Linked DNA regions of Mus musculus: all the other regions are linked to region 1. Evidence: chromatin contacts called from public ChIA-PET and promoter capture Hi-C data. All regions are on one chromosome and are shown on one strand. Each heading gives the region's core, a stretch centred on a gene start, on an enhancer-like site or on the middle of the called end of the contact. The rest is flanking DNA. Distances are from core to core; before and after follow the strand shown. Region 1 holds the start of Ppif (peptidylprolyl isomerase F (cyclophilin F)). Region 2 overlaps Anxa11 (annexin A11). Region 3 holds the start of Anxa11 (annexin A11).

Evidence for each region. ChIA-PET counts read pairs in DNA pulled down with a chosen protein or histone mark. Capture Hi-C pulls out chosen DNA fragments and counts their contacts.
Region 2: an RNA polymerase II ChIA-PET map of memory CD8 T cells shows a contact between it and region 1, with 72 read pairs. The contact joins the enhancer-like site here to the promoter of Ppif in region 1. A contact is called at or near these places in 20 of 39 promoter capture datasets (the 3T3-L1 cell line, 3T3-L1-derived adipocytes, the C10 cell line and 11 more), 1 of 15 datasets of contacts at CTCF or cohesin (CD8 T cells), 6 of 484 Hi-C or Micro-C datasets (CD4 T cells, CD8 T cells, bone marrow-derived macrophages and 3 more), 16 of 115 datasets of contacts at active chromatin or transcription factors (the SCID.adh cell line, T-cell acute lymphoblastic leukemia, bone marrow-derived macrophages and 9 more) and 5 of 9 other capture datasets (adipose tissue, embryonic stem cells, liver and 2 more).
Region 3: a promoter capture Hi-C map of adipose tissue shows a contact between it and region 1. The contact joins the promoter of Anxa11 here to the promoter of Ppif in region 1. A contact is called at or near these places in 20 of 39 promoter capture datasets (the 3T3-L1 cell line, 3T3-L1-derived adipocytes, the C10 cell line and 12 more), 2 of 15 datasets of contacts at CTCF or cohesin (CD8 T cells and the NIH/3T3 cell line), 9 of 484 Hi-C or Micro-C datasets (CD4 T cells, bone marrow-derived macrophages, cranial neural crest and 6 more), 15 of 115 datasets of contacts at active chromatin or transcription factors (the 230-238 cell line, CD8 T cells, the SCID.adh cell line and 11 more) and 4 of 9 other capture datasets (adipose tissue, embryonic stem cells, liver and 1 more).

What each region holds. Positions count from the first base shown.
Region 1 is chr14:25,692,200-25,695,975 of GRCm38.p6, forward strand. Ppif (peptidylprolyl isomerase F (cyclophilin F)) reads left to right here and starts at 1,971. Exons shown (of 6, transcript NM_134084.1): 1 at 1,971-2,224; 2 at 3,274-3,304. The coding sequence starts at 2,033.
Region 2 is chr14:25,860,260-25,864,035 of GRCm38.p6, forward strand. All of the region lies in intron 1 of Anxa11 (annexin A11), which reads left to right. Among named protein-coding and RNA genes, the nearest start is that of Anxa11, 20 kb to the left of the region's middle. Within about 2 kb of position 1,787, at least 111 of the 459 cell types and tissues checked have an H3K27ac peak or open chromatin away from gene starts, as enhancers often do. A contact at or near this core is called in CD8 T cells, the SCID.adh cell line, adipose tissue and 5 more, where this site is marked.
Region 3 is chr14:25,840,148-25,843,923 of GRCm38.p6, forward strand. It overlaps Anxa11 (annexin A11), which reads left to right and starts at 2,008. Exons shown (of 15, transcript NM_013469.2): 1 at 2,008-2,148.

The DNA.
Region 1 (3,776 bases), core at 721-3,220:
GAAGTCACCTCCCCTGTCTCCTGGGCTCCTAGTTACGGTATTTTCTGTTTTCCTACACTGTCCTCCAAGGCTTTTCTCCTGCCCTTTCCCAGTCTAGATCCATGATGACTGTCAGGAGGGTCTGGCAAGCAGTAACAGTGACCGTGAAGTCAGACAGGTTGGTCTCAGCCAAACACACTCCCTTTGACAAGTCACTGCCACAGTGTGGGGGGTGGGAAAGAGAGCTGCTTCTTGGGCCACATGCTAAGCCATGAGGAAGGTCTGAGGCTGGGAAGGAGTCTTGTGAATGAAGGCTCCTTCTCTTCTGGGGTGGGATCTGCATACTTTAACACAGCAGGAGCTCCATCCTCACCTCTGCAGGCTCAGGACAACAAGTTTCCACAGCTCCAATTTGAGGTATGTTAGACCAATAGGAGTCAAGACCTACAGGAGTCGATGGGCTACAGAAAGCCTGGGACTTGTGGATGCTTCCTAGCAGGGCATGTGTGGTGGTTCCTCTCCACTCCCTTCCAGTCTAAGTGTGCACTGCTGTTGCATAGATTTTAGAAAATGTGCCAATGGCTCAGGCAGAGCGGAGGGCAAGTGAGTTCCCCTTGCAGGCAGCTCCCTTTGATACACACTGACAAGAAAAGACGGGGCCCTATGTGGGGTTGGGTGAGACCCACCCTAGACTAGGGACTGGTATACAACCCATCAAGGCCAGTAGCACAAAGCAGAGAGCTGTGGACCATCACAAGAGGGTTCAGGCTGCCATGTGTGAGGCGGGGAGCATGCCCTGATTTCATAGACTACTTGGACCAGCATGGCTTCTCCACACACACACACCCCCCAACTGAATCTTGGGTGGGACAGGCCAGGCTCCCCGGCTCCTAAGGCTCTCAGCTCCTTTCCTGCTCCCGCCTCTCAGGACCTTGGGACCTTGCACTGGAGATTCCCCGCTATGCTCTGAGCACACAGTCTAGGCTATGCCCATCGCTGTTGAACACAGAACAGCATTTAACAGTTAACAAATGCTTCTCTCTCTTGTTTGTTTATCCTCAGAACAGGTATGAGTAGAAAGCAGGGTAATTTCTCATCGCTTCCTTGGTTGCAGGACTGGCTGAATCCAGCAGTAGGGAACCAGGGTTTTCTAGCCCTAGTTAGAGCCTTTTTCTCTTTCTGAGCCTCAGTTTCCTAACTGTGTTGGCTCACATGCTCTCGCTGGCTGGCATTCATTTGATTCCCAGGCTGGTGCTGTGCCCAGTGCACCAGGGTTTAAAGTCCTGCCTGTGGCTCTTCTGCAGGCTCCTTTCCTTTTATATCACACACTGCCAACTTCCTGGCATCCCTAGAGAATGGTTGCTTAGGAAGTTACCTGCAGGTGTGGTGCAGTTGGCAAGGAAGTTTATTCCAGGTGAATGTAAATCTAGGGGGCATTCCAGGGGGTGTAAATCTAGCCCCGCACTCTGCTGGCCTGGCTGGAGGTGGTGGGAACAGACAAGGGCTGTCAGAGTGGGCTGGGACTGAGGCCTGGCAGATGCACTATTGGTTCGGCAAACTGTATTTTCAGTCCTGGCGGAGGATCTGGTCTCTAGAAGCAAAAGGAGACAAACTCAGCCCTGGAGCCGGCAGCCTGAGGTCACCTTGTGGGTGTCTTAGACTGTATCTCTGCTTCTCTGTTCTTTCTGTTATCTCTCCCTTTCTGAGCCACCTCAGATTCCCCCACCTACACCCCCCCACGTCTTTCTGAATCTCAGGATCAACCTTTCTCTTGATCTAGAAGCACTTTCAAAGGACTTCCGGCTCAGTGTGTAGGGATGGAGGGCGGGGCACAACGCACGAGCCGATTACGCTGCCAGCGGCAACCGGCAGGGGACGCTAGCGAACAGGTTCCGAGGGGGCGCGGCGGAGGCGTGGAGGGGGGCGTGGTCTCGAAGCCAGCCGACCAATAAAGGCGGCGGCGCGCGGCCTAGGTATCGCTTCCTGGGTCGTACGACCTTGCCTGTGTCTGCTCTGAGTTCTTCCGCGCGCCCTCGCCCGACCCGCGACAGCGATGCTAGCGCTGCGTTGCGGCCCCCGCCTGCTCGGTCTGCTCTCCGGCCCGCGCTCCGCGCCGCTGCTCCTCTCCGCGACCCGTACCTGCAGCGACGGCGGAGCCCGCGGCGCGAACTCTTCCTCCGGGAACCCGCTCGTGTACTTGGACGTGGGCGCCGATGGACAGCCGCTCGGCCGCGTGGTGCTGGAGGTGAGGCTTGGACATTTGGAAAACCTGGACTTCCCGGGCCCTGTACTGTGCCTGGCACATCAGGTGACCTTGAGCCTCAGTTTCCCTCTCTCAGAAGAGGCGGCATCAGCTTGGTCCGTTCGGGGCTTTTCAAAACCCTGGGGGGTGTGGAGGAAAAGGTCAAGGTCAGATCGTACTGAGTGACAGCCCACTGACCGGCCTGGACCGACGTTGGGCTTCCTAGACCCTCTGCGTCCGAGGTTGGACCCAGAGCTCTGGGGTGGGTAGCTGAGGTCCAGGTGTTGCCAGGTGCTCACGTGGTGGCCTGAGCGCACTCCGGATCCGCCCCCAAGGCCTGGTTGCCTAAGAGGAGACACAGGGAATGCAAGTGAGAAGGTTCTGGCTGCCCAAGCCCTCTCCATTCCCTGAGATTTGACCCTTAAAAAGAAAAGTAGGAAACAGACACCAAGGTTATCAGGAGGCCATCCCAGGAGCCTTTAGGCTGTTCTGCTTTGAACAAAGGTACCAGTTAGACTGCCGATCTACTGGGGGAGGGGAGCTGGCATTTTTTATTATGCCTCATTTTCCTCGTTTGGAAAATGAGGAGTACCTCCCCAACTCTGTTTGGTGAAGAGGGATTCTTAAGAGAAGTTGAGAGGCATGAGGCAGGCTTGGATGACGGTCCCCTCCTTCCCTTCTGTGAGCCTCAGTTTCCCCCAGCACTGAGGAAGGTCAGCTAATTCTAATGTGATACTTACTCTTGGTCCAGGGACTCATGCCGAGGGCCTCCAGCTGACATTTCTGTCCCGGAAGTGGGCCAGGATGGCACTAGTTTCTTCGGATAAGAAACTAAGGCTGTCTCAAGCAAGCTTTGGTTGGGTTCAGGAAGCAGCTGGCAGAAACGATAGTGGCTTTGGCAGTTCCGAGGAGGGTTGGTGGTCATGGAAGGGAATGGCCCTGTTCTTCTTTGTCATGATGCCCTGGCCTCTGGGTGTGAATGGTGAGGGGGATCTTTTTTGCACCTGCTTCTGGACTGACCATCCTTTTCTGTTCCTTTTCCTTCACCATAGTTAAAGGCAGATGTCGTGCCAAAGACTGCAGGTAAGGCTTACGTGGAAAGTGAGCCCGGCAAGGCTGGTGGGCTTGGCATGGAGTTAGGACTTAGATTATGACCATATGGGAGTCTCAACCTAAGCACAGCTGATGAGTACCCTGAGGCAGCCTTTTGTCCCTCTCTGGACCTTGTTGTCAACTCTGCTAACCAGTCTGAAAGTAGCTAGACATCTCAGAACCAGGGGAAGGCCCATGTAAGCTCTCATTGATAGCTTCCTCCCACTTCTCCATGACAGCACAGGGCAGGGTTAGGTAAAGTGTTTGGGCTCTTTGCTTTGTTATCCCAGCTGGCGCAGCTTAGAGCTTGGATTCTAGTCACAGCGCTTCACACTGGCTCAAGACAGAAAAGTGATCAGGAATGGACTCAGGAAGAGGGGCAGGGCCTTTCCACAGGTAGCTCACCTGGGGGATCGGCAGGGAAGATTGCCTGCCCCTAACCTGCCTGCCTCTCTCTCTCTCT
Region 2 (3,776 bases), core at 537-3,036, 170 kb after region 1:
GCCCTGCCAAGTCCCTCTTTGACTCACTCCCCCAGCCCCCACAGCTCTCCTTAGCACATGCCCCAGGGGCTTCTGGGACCTCCCGAACTCAGTTTGCTGTTTTATATCGGGACAACCCAATGGATGAAAGGCAAAATGATACAATGAGAGCATACTCAGTAGGGGAGACTGTTGTATTCCTGTTTAATAGAGGTGAGAAGCTGGCCAAAGGAAGGCTCAGTAATTTGACCAGGACCACCCAGCTAGTAGGAACCCCACTTGGATTTGAACTTACGTAGTCTGCCTTCAAATTTTGTGTTCATCCTGTTGTCCTACATTGCCATTAAGAACACGGGGTTTAGCTGGGTGTGGTGGCTCACGCCTTTAGTCCCAGCAGAGGCAGGTGGATCTCTGTAAGTTTGAGGCCAGCCTGGCTGGTCTACAAAGTGAGATTCAGGACAGCTAGGGCTACACAGAGAAACCCTGTCTTGATAAAAAACAAACAAACAAACAAACAGAAAAAGTGGGAGCTTGGTTGGTGATCATTGGCTATAGAAACCACAGGTGTGTCCTGATTCTTAACTCCATGCTATTCTGTCACATGAGCGTGAAGCTCAGCCTCTGAGATTACTGTTGCCAGCATCAGTAGGTCCTGTGCAAAAGTATAGTGTAGTGGCGAAAGCCCTGGGATTCAAAGCCAGGAGGACAGGATTTGAGTCCTGCCTCCACCATTCACAGATACCTGGGACCATAGAGGCTTGCTCAGGACTCCCTGGTCCAGGTCCTTGGTAGGTTGGGCCTCTGGTCCCCTTGCCTGGACAGGTACCTTCAAGTATTCCATGCTCCCACTTCCCCTAAGATAATCAACACCTGAGTGCTGTGTGTTGGCTGTCATAGGAACTCAGGGTTAACATGTAGTGAGAGAGAGAGAGAGAGAGAGAGAGAGAGAGAGAGAGAGAAAGAGAGAGAGAGACAGACAGAGAGAGAGACAGAGAGAGACAGAGAGAGAAGACATACACTTAAGAGTTGATAGTACTTAGAGACATGAAAAATTACCCAGGAAATAGTTTATGGTGCCTGGAATTTTCTTAAACAAACAAGCAGGGCAGTGGATAGGCCTAGAGCAGTGGTCCTCACCCTTCCTAATGCTGCAACCACTTGATACAGTTCCTCATGTTGTAGTGATCTCCCACCTATAAAATCATTTTTGTTGCTACTTCATAACTATAATTTTGCTACTGTTATGAATCATAACCTAAGCATCTGATATTCGGGATGTATTTTCATTAATATGAAATGACCCAAGGGTCATGACCCACAGGTTGAGAACTGCTGGTCCAGATGAGTGGCAAAATTGGCCTTGAAGCAATGTTTTTTGTTTTTTTTTAACTTTAGTTCTTTTAATACATCATTTAGTTTTATCTTATGTACAATGGTGTTTTGCCTGTCTATCAGTGTGAGGTGTCAGAAGCTCTGGAACTGGAGTTGCTTACAGACAGTTGTAAGTTGCCATGTAGGTGCTGGGAATTGAACCCAGGGCCTCTAGAAGAGCAGTTGGTGCTCTTGACCACTGAGCCACCTCTGAGCCATCCATCCCTTCAGCTCCCTGAAACACTGCTTTGCTGAAGCTGAGGGTTGAGCATCTGTTGTCCTATTCTGCTTATAGATAGTCTACATGCCAACCATTGCTCATCAGAGCCTCGATCATATGAGTCATTTCGTGAAACTGCAAACCATTGCTGCGTATGCGTGGTACGAGGCCAGCCCTGATGACTCTGAGTGTGTGCTTACGTAGGGACTGGGTGTATCTGACTGCCCTCTTCCCTCAAGCCAGTAGCCCGATCTTCCCGGAGAGGGAAGGAAGTTCTGTGGGTTGAGACGCTAAAAGTTCTAGAAACCTCCAGTTTAAAACCTGTCCCCTGTATCCCTGTACCATTTCTCCTGTCCTTGGAAGGAGGCTCTGTCAGCCTCCTGGGGCCATCAGACCAATGGTTACCCGTGTAGGGACTCAGCCCTGTTTGGGAAGAGGGCAGCTTTTCTGACTGCTACCCCAGATCACGTTCTACCACATCCTGGCTCCTTGATCTGATGTGCTCTAGTGACAAATCCAAGGGCTGTGGGAGCCAGATAAGTCTCCACCTCCATCCTGGTGACCTGAGACAGATAAGTAAGTTCCAGGGTAGACACACACTGCACATAAATTAGTAAAGAAATAACATACGTACATATAGAATTAAAAAAGAAAGGGAAAGGGTTTGAGGCCAATCTGGGCTGCATCGCAACACTGTGTGTGTGTGTGTGTGTGTGTGTGAGAGAGAGAGACAGACAGACAGACAGACAGAGACAGAGACAGAGAGAATATGAAAGAAAAAACTTACCTGTTTTCAAACAGGTGAACCAAATACATATGTGTGTATGTTTTTATATATATGCAGATGCTTTGTAAATATATGCATACATGTATGTGTGTGTTAACTTATAGGTTCGAAGGCTTAGTGGTTGCCTCTGGGAGAGGGGATAGTGTCCTGTCCGTCTGCCTTGGGTTTCTATGGATTGCTTATATTTTGTATTTTCAAAATAAAATTTACAGACTCTTGTCTTTTTGAGACAGCGTCTTCCTGTTTAGCCCAGGTTGGCCTTGAACGCATGATCCTCCTCCCACAGCGTCCCTACTTTTGCCAGGTGGATTATTTGCATGCACCAGCACCCCAGTTTGTGCCGGGCCGGGGATCAAGTCCTGGGCCTCACTGAGCCAGAGGAAGCAAGCGCAGGACCAGCTGCAGCCCGGCTGGCTCATTGCTGGCTTGATGTCCGGTAATGCTTAGTTTTCTGAAGATTGGATTGCAGTGTATCCATCCATCTGCCAGTGGGCAGTTGTGGCTAACACTGCTACACTGGGATCTGAGCCACAACCCCAAAGGCTTGCTTGTAGGAAGCGTGTGGGGTCTTCATTAGGGGTGCTCTTGAGGAATGTATCGAGATTCTAACCCTCCCTTTTCTTCCTCTCCACCCCTCTATTGAAACTTCTGAAACCCTGTCTTAAAATGAACCTTTCTTCCTTCTAACTTGTTTATCGCTGGCATTTTGTTACAGTGACAAAAGGCTGGTTCACACTGTCATCCTATAAGTTTTTATCTCACTTGGCCCAATACCAAGATCATGCTAGTTGCTGGTTTCACAAAATATGTTTAGTTTTGTAGGAAAGTGCAAAAAATTCTCTTCCTAAGGTGTTGTACCATTTAGCATTCCCCACAGTATTTGCTGGCTCTCTCTCTTCTGGGCATGGACATTCTTATAGCTGTGCCGCCTGTTTCCATTTATAACAGGTTCCTCTCTGTGTACTGTCACCTCTGTGGACCTTCTGGTAAGGGACCTTCTCCCGTCTCTTTCCTATTATTTGTCTCTATCACTATATCAGATCTTTTAGGAATGTATTCAGCCATTGTGTAGTTTTGTGGGGTGGGTTGTTTTTGTTTTGAAACAAGCTCTTGTTATTTTGCATAGGCTGGCCTCAAATCCTTGGCCATAAGGAATCCATCTATCCTCCTGCCTCAGCTTCCTGAGCAGTTGAAATTACAGGGTTTATTTTAGCACCATGTCTGGCTTTCTTTCATTTACTTGGGGAAAAAAAAAATATGTCAGTAAGGATTGTCAGTGCCGGGTGATTTGAACTGTTTATTTACGTGTTGAGTGAGAGCAAGTGGCTCTTTATAGCCAACAGCTGGGGAAAGCAGAGTGGTAGACCACAACCACCACCCCCCCCAAGAAAAAAAATGTAAGTCCTGATTTGTCTGCTT
Region 3 (3,776 bases), core at 758-3,257, 150 kb after region 1:
GGAGTCCAGAAAGGCTTGGGGCTGGTTTGGTGGCAGACTTCACAAGTCCCATGTCCCCACCATGTCCCCCTGTTCTTTCTGCCCTTCTGCCTGCCCCCATGCCTGCCCCCATCCCCTTTTGGTTTTCTTTCTTTTAAAGATTTATTTATTTATTTATTAAGTGTTCCCCCATCCCCTTTTGGTTTTCTTTCTTTTTTTTTTTAAGATTTATTTATCTATTTATTAAATGTTCTGCCTGCCTACAAGTCAGGAGAGGGCACTAGTCCTCATTACAAATGCTTGTGAGCCACCATGTGGTTGCTGGGAATTGAACTCATGACCTCTGGAAGAGCAGACAGTGCTCTTAACCTCTGAGCCATCTCTCCAGCCTGGAGGTTTTCTATGTGATGTTTTGTGTTAGGTTTCAAACCCTGGACCCTCAGAATTCCTCAGTCCTTACCTTACAGCCTGTGGCTGGCATACCCTGCCTTACCTTACAGCCTGTGGCTGGCATACCCTGCCTTACCTTACAGCCTGTGGCTGGCATAACCTGCCTTCTACCCACAACTCTGCAGGCCACGGTACAGGGCTGCTTTTCTCTACATAATATAATGATTTTAGTTACCCCTCCCCCTTTATTTTGTACCTTTAGCTTCTAGCTGCTGTACCTGGTTCTCCTCTCTCACCCATCTCCTTTCCCCTCCCCACTCTCCTCACAAGGCTCTGGGTCATGACCATTCTGGATTCTCCCAGATGTGTCTGCCTTTGACTATGTCTCTTTTTTCTCTACAATAAACCTTCTCCTTCACCATACCTAGGAGTAATCATGTTCCTCTGCTATTTATTTATTTATTTATTTATTTATTTATTTATTCATTCACTCTGAAACCTTAAGCCTGAGTTTCCCGCTGTGAGGCAGTAGCCTGGCAGGCTAGCTCATTCCGATCTGCTGGAGCAAGCAGACCACACCTGCCAACCAGGCTTCTTCCGGCTCTTACAGTCCACTGGGCTCCTAAAATGCAAATGACAAATGGCTTGTTTGCAAATCAAAAGTGGGCCATGAAAGAAGTGTACCCCAGGTGGGAGCTAGATAGTGAAGAATCCGTAAGGGGTGGGGGGAGATCCTGTGCAGTCTTCCGAAGAACCTGGTTGGTCCTGGGGCGTCAGTTGAAAGGACACTCGAATATAAAGTGAGGGGAAAAAAAAATACTGCAATCCTGTTTTATAAACAAATACATTTGCTTAAGCACAGCAAGCAACACAAACGTAGAAGTGTGTTGAACATCTGGAAGGAGGTGCCTAAATGTGAGCTGGGGAGAGTAAGAGACTTAATTTTTATTTTTAAATGTTACACAATCATACTCACTATACTACCTTTTTCTAAATAAACAACCAACGTGGGTCTTCTCCTGTTATTAACATATTAGTATTTTTGCTACAATAGATGTACCAATATTGATGCATTGTTATTAAATCTATATATGGTCCAGATGTCATTGTTTTTTTTAACTTAGTGTCCTTTTCCCAGGATCCCATCCAAGATGTCACATTACTTAGTTTTCATATCTCCATGTGACAGCTTCTCAGACTCCTCTTGTTTTGACAACCTTGAGAGTTTTGGACAGTCCTGAGTTCCTCAATTGGGGCTTGTCTGATATTTCTGCACGATTACTATGGGGTCATGTGTCTCCAGGAGGAAGACACCACACGACAGAAGATCAATATAAATTACCACTGCTGATGTTGGCCCTGGTCACTGGTTGAGGTGGTAATTTTTTCCATTGTGAAGTTTCCTCCTGCCGTACACAGTGACTGTTTTAAGTTTTTTTTCGCTGTCAAACTCCTGAAAATAAACACCCGCGAGAATGTCCTCTCATCCTGAGGTCTAGAGCGGCTTTGCTCCGGAAAGCTCGGGGCTTCCTACAAAGCTACCACTGAAGCGCAACCCTCACCTGTGGGCGTGGTCCCACGCACCCCGCCCCTCCAGAGAGGCTCCGCCCATCTCGTGCGGCTCCGCCCCGGGGCGACAAACGCGGCCGCGCCCGGAGAGTTTTCCGCCTTGCCGGCTCCTCCTTCGACCGTGCGCAGACACTCTCGGGTTAGGATCCAGGAAAGCGGGAGTAGGAAGGAGTTGCTATCCGAGCTCAGTGTCCCGGTCCCTGGTGCCAGGTGCGTGAGGGTCCCGGCGGGCGGCTTCCGCATGAGGGGTATTCGCGCGTGGCGTGGGGTGCAATGTTCCCCCGAGGACAAGGCCCGGAGTTGAACGGGGTCAGGGCAGGTGAGCCTGGGACCGCAGGGTCCCAGGGTGTGCGAACTTGGGGGTGACTGAGGTCTTACCTCAGTGCGCTTCCGGGAGAAGCTTGAGCGGAGCCCAGCGGGCCGAGAAAGCTGTCTTTGGGAACTTTGCTCCGGAACTGCAGGGCGCGGGTTCCTGGACCTGCCACCCTGGGTTTATATAAGGCAGGCTCCTAAGCGGTCCAGAGAATGCACGATTGTGCCAGATGCCGTGTTGCCTGCCTGTCTTCCTTACCGCGTATCCAGCTAGGATCCCTCTGCCCCTGCCCCCGCTTCTCGTTCCAGAGTCTTCAAGAACGCTTGCTTGAGCTTGGCAACCCGGACGTCCCGTGGGCTCAGGCCAGTCTCCTAAAGGCGTACAAGGTGTCAAACAAATCTGGGGGAGAATAGCTAAACTCATGCTGGGCACATTCTCTTTAGAGATTTTTCTCCCCGCCGGCTAATCAGTGGGCGTCCTTGGAGATTGGGTTTCCCAGACCCTACACCTAGAGTGTCAGCCTACCTGTCTGATCCCTTTACAGGATTCAACTAGCTTGCTCCCTGCTTGCTCCGAGGCTGCCTTGCCCCGAGGCTGCCTTATTGCGGAAGAAAGCTACAAATGCGGCCCTGGGTTGGGCTGTTCAACTTTGTTGATGGCGGTGTGTGTCATTGTCGAAAGGATGACTAGACTTGGACCCAGATCCTTGCGGGGAAGGGCCAGGTGTCTTGCTCACCCTCAGCCTGCTCCCATTATTCTCCTTCATTATTTTCTTGCTTCCGTCAGTTGTTGGGAATTCCTGGAGGATTAACAGGGCTGTTCCCCCAAGGCTTTGTCTGTTCTCGGGATTCTCTAGCTGGGGAAGCAAGGTGAGCTCACCCACACAGTCTGTTGCTCTAAGACAGGTGTCCACTTCGGATTCCTCCATCCCTTCCTGATACCTCATTAATTTCTGCACTGTAAAATGAGGGTAATTATAATTCTTATTTCATAGACTCACTGTGAGGATTGTGTGAGTTAATTTGTTGTCTTGTTAATTTGGGGTGGGGGTTGTTGTTGTTTGTTTGTTTGCTTGCTTTTGAAACAAGGTCTACCAATTTAGCATTGGCTGGCCTGGAACTTGCTTTGTAGACCAGTCTGGTCCCAAACTTCAATATCAAGACTCATACAGACCTCTGCCTCCTGAGTGCTGGGATTAAAGGTTTGTGCCACCGGCCAGCAAGTTAATATTTTTAAAAAAGCATTTATATTATTTTTAGTTAAGTGTGTGTATATTCAGTTCCGCTGGAGCTGAAGTTACAAGTTGTGAACGTCCTGAGTCTGAAATCTGGTCCTCATCAAGAGCAGTATTCACTCTTATCCACGGAGAGAGCTTTCCTGTCCTATGGTTAATCTAGTTTTACCTTTCTTGTTTGTTTTTTTGTGTGTCGCCCTGACTGTTCTGGAACTCACTCTATAGACTCTGTTGGCCTTGAACTCAAAGATTTGATTGTCTATGCTTCCTGAGGGCTGGGATCAAAGTTGT